2 separate regions of the Sus scrofa genome follow, and region 2 is linked to region 1. The links are chromatin contacts, called in public promoter capture Hi-C maps. All regions are on one chromosome and are shown on one strand. The core of a region is the stretch at or near the end of the contact, and the rest is flanking DNA. Distances in the headings are between cores, read along the strand shown. Region 1 has its middle 97 kb from the start of PROX1. Region 2 holds the start of LOC106507881.

Evidence for each region. Promoter capture Hi-C pulls out the DNA fragments that hold promoters and counts their contacts.
Region 2: a contact with region 1 is called in a promoter capture Hi-C map of fetal liver, with 2.1 times the contacts expected there. The contact joins the promoter of LOC106507881 here to the enhancer-like site in region 1. A contact is called at or near these places in 1 of 5 promoter capture datasets (fetal liver), 4 of 47 Hi-C or Micro-C datasets (fetal skeletal muscle, heart right ventricle, liver and 1 more) and 1 of 2 datasets of contacts at active chromatin or transcription factors (skeletal muscle).

Annotation. Positions count from the first base shown.
Region 1 is chr9:129,473,748-129,477,995 of Sscrofa11.1, forward strand. No RefSeq gene overlaps it. Among named protein-coding and RNA genes, the nearest start is that of PROX1, 97 kb to the right of the region's middle. Within about 2 kb of position 2,399, at least 6 of the 83 cell types and tissues checked have an H3K27ac peak or open chromatin away from gene starts, as enhancers often do. A contact at or near this core is called in fetal liver and liver, where this site is marked.
Region 2 is chr9:129,577,740-129,581,987 of Sscrofa11.1, forward strand. LOC106507881 reads left to right here and starts at 2,317. Exons shown (of 9, transcript XR_002336008.1): 1 at 2,317-2,482; 2 at 2,773-2,908. It also overlaps a transcript of PROX1 not described here.

The DNA of each region.
Region 1 (4,248 bases), core at 1,149-3,648:
TTGTTTTTATACTTACGATAATCAACATCATCTTTTGTTTGTGTGGCTGGCAAAATACTCTCCAGATAAAAGAGAAGGGCAGATAAAAGAGAAGGAACAGAAGAGTGACACTGGGGCGCTGCGTGCTCAGAAGGAGATCCACCTTCCATCAAGGCAGCGTCTGCTCCCAGCTCTTCTGATTTTCTTCTGGTTTCCTCTTCTGTATCCAGTGATGGCAGAGGCAGACTGGCTTGGGGGGAAAGAGGGTGGACTTTGATTTGGTTCACTAGCTGTGTGACGAGACAATTTTTAAACTCTCTCGGACCCCATTTTTTCCCATGTGTTTAACAAAACAGGACTAAGCATTTCCACTTCACAGAATTGTTGTGAGGTTGAGATAATGTATTTAAGGACGTGCCAGCCAAGTCTTGGTGTGGTTTAGTTTTCATTTTGCTTGTTGGCTTACTGTCTCTTTCTTTAATCCTCTGACTTTCAGGAGTCCGTGCTGAAGTTGGCTCTGCTGGATTTGTCAAACCAATTGCAGTCTTCTCTTTCCAATTCTGCACTCAATCATGTGTCAATCTTGAGACAGGCCGTGGTGGGAGCCTTTACACCATGGAAATAGGCAACCATAAATTCAAGCACTTTGTTTTTTATTTGACGAGTCGTTGGTTAGACATTCCTGGCACACTGCTGGACCTGACCTTGCTCTTTCATTCAGGTTTACACTGTTTTCATTGGAATTTGAGTATATTATTCATGCAGCAACTACTTATTTTGAACCTACTCTACATAAGGGCTAGGCATAGAGTTTCTGGATAAAATATAGGCCATCAGTTAAATTTTAACTTTAGATAAACAATGAATAATAATATTTTCCTGGAGTTCCCGTCGTGGCGCAGTGGTTAACGAATCCGACTAGGAACCATGAGGTTGCGGGTTCGGTCCCTGCCCTTGCTCAGTGGGTTAAGGATCTGGCGTTGCTGTGAGCTGTGGTGTAGGTTGCAGACGCGGCTCGGATCCCGCGTTGCTGTGGCTCTGGTGTAGGCCAGTGGCTACAGCTCTATTAGACCCCTAGCCTGGGAACCTCCATATGCCGCGGGAGCGGCCCAAAGAAATAGCAAAAAGACAAAATAATAATAATAATAATAATATTTTCCTGTGAGCATATCCTATGCAATATTTGGGATATACTTATCCTAAAATTTCTTTTTTTTAATTTAGTTGAATGTCCTGTATTTCTCTTTGCTAAATTATCCAATCTTATCTATGGAGAGTTCAGTTACGTAAGATGCCGTTCCTGCATCCATGGTGCTTATGATCTAGTAGGAGTGCCAACCTTGAACTTGAAATCAGGGGGTTCGTCTGGCACGTTCAACACTCGGATCTCGTCCTCACCATCATGACCATATCCTTTAGAGAATGTTGATTGAGCACCTGCTCTATGCGAGGCGCTGTTCTAGGTGGAGACGCAGCAGTAGGCAACCCCCCCGCGCATCTCTATTCTCCCTGAGCTCCCCTCCCTCTGGTTTGGGAAAGACGAATAATAAATAAGATAAAAAGGTAAAAGACCACATATTCGTGGTGGAAGTATACTAGAACGCCCTCTGGAGACAGATAACCCAGGGAAGGGACCTATAGGAGGTCAGGGAACAGGGCTTTCTAAAAGAATGTTCCAGAGAGAGGGACTGGCAAGTACAAAGGCCCTTTGCGGGTGCTGGCCACATGCCAGGCCTGTGCTAAGCACTTCACTTCCATGATCTCATTTAGTCCAAGTGGTGGCCCTAGGTGGCAGGTATTTTTATTGCCCCTTTGCATGTGAGTCAAACGAAGACTTTTTTGAGAGGTTACATTTCTTGCGCAAGGTCACCCAGCTACTCCGCGGCGGAGACTGCATCTTCCTCAGGACAGGCTGGTAACCACTGGGATTTTCTTTTCCACCGAGAGCAAATTTTAGAAGAGGCCCTTCTGAATTCACTCCACTCTCAACCTGGCTCTGGCTCTGGGACGGATCCTGAAAGAGGCTGGGGCAGCTCAGAGCCTTCAGAGCCTCACTGAGGGTGCTGCCCCTCGCCCTTGGTGAGTGGGGAGCAGACCTGGTCCACAGGACTATCCTTCCTTCCACGCAGGTGCCACACCAGGGGCCATGGTGCCACAAGGCACGAGGGGTCCTCTGGCCGCCGCCTCTGCCCCACTGCCCTCTGCGGGCACAGGAGCCCTTCACAGGCCTCAGTGGAGCCCGTGTGCCTGGGGCTCCTCCCAGGGTGGCCAGACTGGCATCCGCCTCCTTCGTGGCTGGCTCAGTGGGCTTCTCTCTGCCCAGGAAGCGCCCTGGCCGGCCTTTGGAGCCTTCTCCCAGGCGGCAGGGGCCTGGCGGACACCCCAAGGGCCAACAGCCGCTGACCTTGCACCTAAAAAGAATACATTGTTTTCAAACACAGCTTCCTATTCCTGCCAGATAAACCCGCACACTAACAATGCGTCCAGGTTGTAAAATGTTGGCCAGGGTTTCTTTTTTAGCAGCGAACTTTTTGTCAAGAGATTGGCATTTTCCTCCCCATTCACACCCGGCCGGCTCTGCTTTCAGGGTTGGGCGCTGGCCCCTGGGTACCCAGAGTCACACACACACACTCGGCCGGCTCAGCCTTGCAGCGTTGATAACATTGTTATTATTAGACGTGGCCTCTGGAATCCCGGAGGTCATTCCCAAACAACGGTCCTTCTGGTGCAATGAAAGAGCAGCCCCGGTTATCGCGGCGGAGGCCCCGGATCCATTACCCCCTGGGCCTTTGGGTCCAGATGGCTCCTGGACAAGAAACCTCCAGAGAAAGTTATCCCCAGAACCAGCCTGGAACCCGTGCTGGGATCCGTGCCCCCGCCCCTTCCCCTCGCTGGTCCTAGTGCCCCGCGCATCCCCCCTCCCTCCGCGCTCCCTCGATGCCCGGACCCGGGCCGGGCTGGACACCGGGTTCCTTTCCCTCAGCTGGCTGGTTCCCTGACCCCCAGCTTCGGCCCCAACCCATTGTCCGTGCCCTCAATGTCCCTTCTTTCCTGTCCCCCAGCCAGGGTGCCCTGTATACCGTAGGTGTCCTTGAGCCGTGACTGCAGAAGTTCAATGCCTCTTGTTTGTTGGTTTCTTCCTCCGGGTGCTTTCAGATCTGCCTATGACTTTATCACAGCGGAAACGCCCTTAAGTTTTTTCATGTGCCTTCCCAGCCAGATCGTTCCTAAGCTGGGAACCTCCTGGTTGCCCATGTCGTCTTTCAGGTGCTTGGTAATACCAGACTGTGAGGTCTTGGTGGGCAGAAAAAAAGGGTCTCTTTTACCCCCATTGAGGTATGAAATATTTGCAGTCAACTATGTAAAGTGCAATAATCTTAAGTTGTATATGTACACATTGAGTTCAGCTCAATATACATCTCTGTGTATATGCATATATATATTTATATATGCATGTATGTATTTGTGTATATATGTGTGTGTGTGTCTTTGCTAACCAATCCTCAGGTTAAGGTAAAGTGTTTCCAGGTTCTTCCTACCTCTTCCCAGTCCATGCCGAGCCCTTATCCCACCCCCATCCTCCCAGATAACCCATTTTGATATCTGAGATGTCTTAAATATCACTTCATCTTTTCATCCTACATAGCAAATGTTTGATAAACATGTTTTTCAAGTAAAATGTATTATGTTTTGTCCCCACTGCAGAGCACTGTACTCTGTTTGACTGCCTGGGATCTCGGTTCTTAATGGGTTAATCGAGTAAGCCTGGGGTTGTATTTCAGTAGCTTTGCTCAGCGCTGGATTTAAACACAGTGGAAACCAAGTTAAGGGCAGTGCTGTTCTGTATATCAGGATGCCCACTGAGCCAAGGAGACCCATTTATTTTTAATTGAATTAAATTGCTCACAAAATGAAAGTAGCATACTTTCATTAATATTTAATTACATACAGTGTTAAACAATGATCACAAAGAAAACTTTGCAGCTTTTTTTTTTGTCTCTGCTTTTTTTTTTTTTATTACTTTGTTAAACAAGATACTTTTATTAGCTGTTTTATGCTTGGAATTTTAAGGGCCCTGCTCTTATACCACTCCAGAAGTACTTAATTGGCAGGATTCAGCTGAGTGAGGGGGTAGGTTAGCTGTGACGATGGCCACTGGCAGGTGTGTGTGTACACATATATGCTTTAGTTTAGTTACTTGGCCAGAAGAAGATATTTGTGGGAGTAATCAGGGCCTCTAGCAAAGAGATAAAAGTCCGCATTCTGAAT
Region 2 (4,248 bases), core at 1,067-3,566, 100 kb after region 1:
CATGAAACAATGACCATCACCCCAGCCACCAAACCAACCAACAAAAACCATTCGCCACCTAAGCTATTTCTGTGCCACTCAAGAAGGAGCCTGTCTAACGAAAAATTTTAAAGGTCAGATTTTAAGAATCCAGATACACTGTTAACCCAGAATTCTCAATAGCTTCCCTCACACGTGAAGCCACGGTCCTTACCTTCGTCTGTGTCACCACGGCAGAGCCAGGTCCATGTTGTCACACATGGACAGGGCAACCAGATTACCCCCTCTCTCTTCCTCACCACCCACAGCCCATTGCGTTTGGCAAAGGCTCAGAAGTTCTTGCAAGATACTCTTCAGAGACCTGGCTGCCTGCATCTTGCATCAAATAGAAAAGCACAGTTTTCCTTCCCCATCAAAGTAAGAACCAGGACATCTGGCACATGTCTGGTACAATGACAGGCTCATTCTACTTTACGAGCGTATTTAACATATGACTTGAAAGAGTTCATGCACACACCCATTCTTTCTGGGCAGGGAAAAAGCAGCACGCTAAAAAGATAGGCTTTCACAACAGTAACACTTTCAAACTGACTTTGGTATTCTTGGCAGTTACACACACCACCCATGGATGTCCAACACCACACAGACACACACACACACACACACACACAAAAGACTGCTCTCACCACTCCCCCCAGGCTCTCCCCACCCCCGACACCCTCACAGACCTGGGAGACAGGCGCAAACAAGAGGGAAAAGCAAAGAGAAAGTCAATCTCTCTCCACCTGCTGCCTGAAGTGGGGGTACTTTCAGCTGCCTGGCCGACAGGAGCCTGAGACACAGCCTCGGCAGCAGCCTGCCAACATCCTTAAGGAAAATAAACAAACACATACCAACTTGTCCCCCCGCCCCCCTTCCAAACCAAAGAACTCACATGGCAGGGCTCACAACATGACAACAGCCCAGTTCCCATTAGTCTGGACAATCCTATTACCCAGGGCAACCATAAATTCATAAACCTCTGCAACCCTGGAGCGTGCACTGTGGCCTGGAACTGTTCAGACGCACACAGACACAGAGGAAATTTGCACCTGTCTTTCTTGACACAACACACCTGTCAGGCCCTGCCCATGTGCAGACTTGGGCTAATAGACCTCTGCCTAGCGAGGGTAGGAAAGGACATTTATTTTTTTGTAAAAGAAGATTATAGATGGGTGGGGCGGGGGGAAGAGCTAGAGAAAAGACTTCTAGCCTTGACTTTGAGAGAAGGCCACCCTGTGCTCGCACTGTTTTTATAAGCTCCAGGAGACAACGCAGACCTTCTTGGAAAAATAAAAAACAGGCAGGTGAGTTCCCAGCCTTCCCCCAGGCAGAGTGGGTTCTGGATTGCCAAGAACAGCAGTTTCCCACTCCAACCTGCCTCCTTGGGCTATTGAAGACTGTCGCTCAACCCCTCCTCCCAGTTCTTCCCTCCGCCTGCCTGGAGGACTCTCAACTTCCGAAAAAAGCTCAAAAGTGGCGGGAGACCTGAGAGTCTCTCTCCAAAGCTACTCCCCTTTACCTCCCTCCTGCCCCCCTCCCACCTCACCCCTCCAACCCACAATCTCCACCTACGTACAGTTTTAACCGGAGGAGTAAGTGGCGGGCACATCAGAAGAACAAACAACTTGCTAAACTGGGCTCTGGGTGATGTTTTCCCCCGGACTTGCCCTCTGGTCCCCCTCCTTGTCTGTTCAGGCCAGATAGCAGCGCTTCCCGCCCCCTCACTATTCTTCCCTGTAACAATCACCCTCACCTCTGCTCTCCTCCCTCTCCGGCCCTCCGAAGTGGGGCAGAACCGTAGGTACCACCCAGACCCACCAAGATCAGATCCAAGCAGCCCAACCAGCCGCGTCGACTGCCAGCGATGACTGTGAGCACATCCGCTGCCCCCACCCGGACCGCGATCCTTCTGTCCCCCCGCGGCGCTCCGGCCCCAGCCCCTCCACACCACGCGACCCCCTGAGGCTCCCGGGGCCATCTTACCCCCTACGCAACTTGACCCAGCCCCTGGGTCCTGGGAGCTCGGGAGAGGGGCGCCGCGCTCGTTTCCCGGGACCATCTCGCCACTGCTCCAAGCCGCATTTCAACATTTCGCCTTCGACAGCGGTCGGAGAGGAAAGTAATAGAGCGCCCCCCTCCTCCCTCTCCCTTCCTCCCGACTCCCTGGCCCTCTGCTGGGGTTAAAAAGGAGAAGTGAAAGGTATGCAAATGACAAGCAAATTGGAAGAGCCTGGAAGAAAGGCAGCTCTAATAAACAAGACAAAGAGAAAGGACGTGGGGACTGGCCCAGGAGTTTTCACCCGGGGAGATGGGAAGGATGGAGCTGGGAGGAGAGCGGGGACCCAGACGAACAAAAAGCAAGCCGGTCCCCCTCGCGGTCCTCTCTCCCGAGAAGAGAGGGCGAGAGAAAGAAGGAAAGGAAGCAAACGCCTCCTCACCCCCCAGAAACAGTACACAAAAGGTGACAAGATCAGCGACAAGTCCAGCACTCTCAGCCTCCCCCCGCCGCCACCACCACCCCCAAGCCGCCAGCAGGAAAGAGAAAGAAATAAAAGCCAAACGGATCACTTACTCTTAGGGACTGGGAGGAGCGGAGCGCTGAGTTCCACTGAGGCTCCAGCTTAGAAACTGTTTAGAGGCTATTTTATTAGGATTCATTTCAAGAGCACCATTTTATCCTGGGGGGGGGTGGGGAAGAGGTTTACACGGGGCTGAGTAACGGGAGTCTCTTTTCTTCTCTTCCCATTCAAGAACAAGCCGGTGCAAGTGATTCTGGAAAAGGGGAGGGGACTCGCGAGGGGAGAAGATACTTACGCGGTGCAGAGAGCAGTGGGACCGAGCCTTTTTTGCAGGCGGAGAGAGGAAAACACACGCGCGCACACACACGGTGAGATCTTGCGGGTGATGAATATGATAATTGGACCAGGGACGGTGGGTCCGTGCGGGAGCGCGCGAGCGGGCCGAGGGGGAGAGGGAGATGGGACAGCCAGAGCAGGATGGCCAGGGAGAGGAGAGGGGGCGAGGAGGGCAGCGAGGAGAGGGGAAGAGAAGAGGCGAGAGGAGGACCGCCGAGGATCGGAGAGAGGAGGAGAGGGAGGAGGAGGAGAGGAGAGGAGCGAAGCGGAGAGGGAGCGGGCGGACCCGGCGAGAGCTCTTTTGCGCCGCTCTGCTCTCCCCGGCTGCAATGGTGTATTATTTCCGAGCGCTCCCTCAGCTGAGGGCTCCGCTCCACAACAAGATTTACTTTAAGACACAGCTGAAGGAAACAGGAAGACTGCACGTCACAGTCTGACTGACGTACCCGGCCCCAGCACCCAATCGCGAGGCGCCTTCGGATTCAAGGGGGGATAGCGAGGCAAGAGAACTTGGGAGGAAAAAAAAAATATATAAAAGGGGTGGGGGTGAGGGGCTGGGAGGAGAGGAGGGGAGAGGGGCCCCGCGCTCCCCTCCCCCGCCTCCATGCCCGGCCCCCACCCTCACCCTCGCCCAGCCGCTGCTTCGGGGCGCCGGGATCGCCGCGCCGGGGCCGGAGCGAGCCATCTGCGGGCACTGTGCAAAGCGGGCGGGCGACCGCGCCAGCGCCGCTCGGCTCACGATCGCTCTTCCAGGACGCAGGTCCTTTTTTTTTTTTTTTCTTTTCCCTTCATTTCCCAGATACCGCTGATCAAGTTGGCCGAGCCGCCGAGCGAGTGAGCGCTCCTCGGACAGGGGTGCAGGAAGGCACGGAAAAGTGTTACTGGAGAATAAGTGGGGGTTTGAGGGGTGGGGATGGCATCAGAGAAGGGAGTGGGGCTCCTCAAATCCTTCCACTTTTTAAACGATCATAGCTAGTATCAAGAATACGTGTCATCCTCCCTTCCTTTGAAAGGGGAGGTGGACAATAAAATACAGGTAGGTTTGGGATGAAAACAATAGGTGCTAGAGGTTTCACGCCGGCTTTATTGCATCTGATATTAGAAGACCAGTTTTGGCTGAATCCTAGTCAATCTCCGGTCAAAACTGTTAGGCAGAAGAAGATTTGTCCTTGGTTACCTCTGACAGCGTTGTTTGGATTGTAGGTACAGCAGCCTTTATGGAAAAAAAAAATGTTGCAAACATTACCACACGATTACCGCTCAGTAACTCACTCACCCCAGAATGATCAAAGAGAGGGGTTTCATCGAGGATTTACACAGTTTTGACGCCTAGGTAGCAAACTTTAAAGTTTCCTGGGTAAGAAATTTCAAA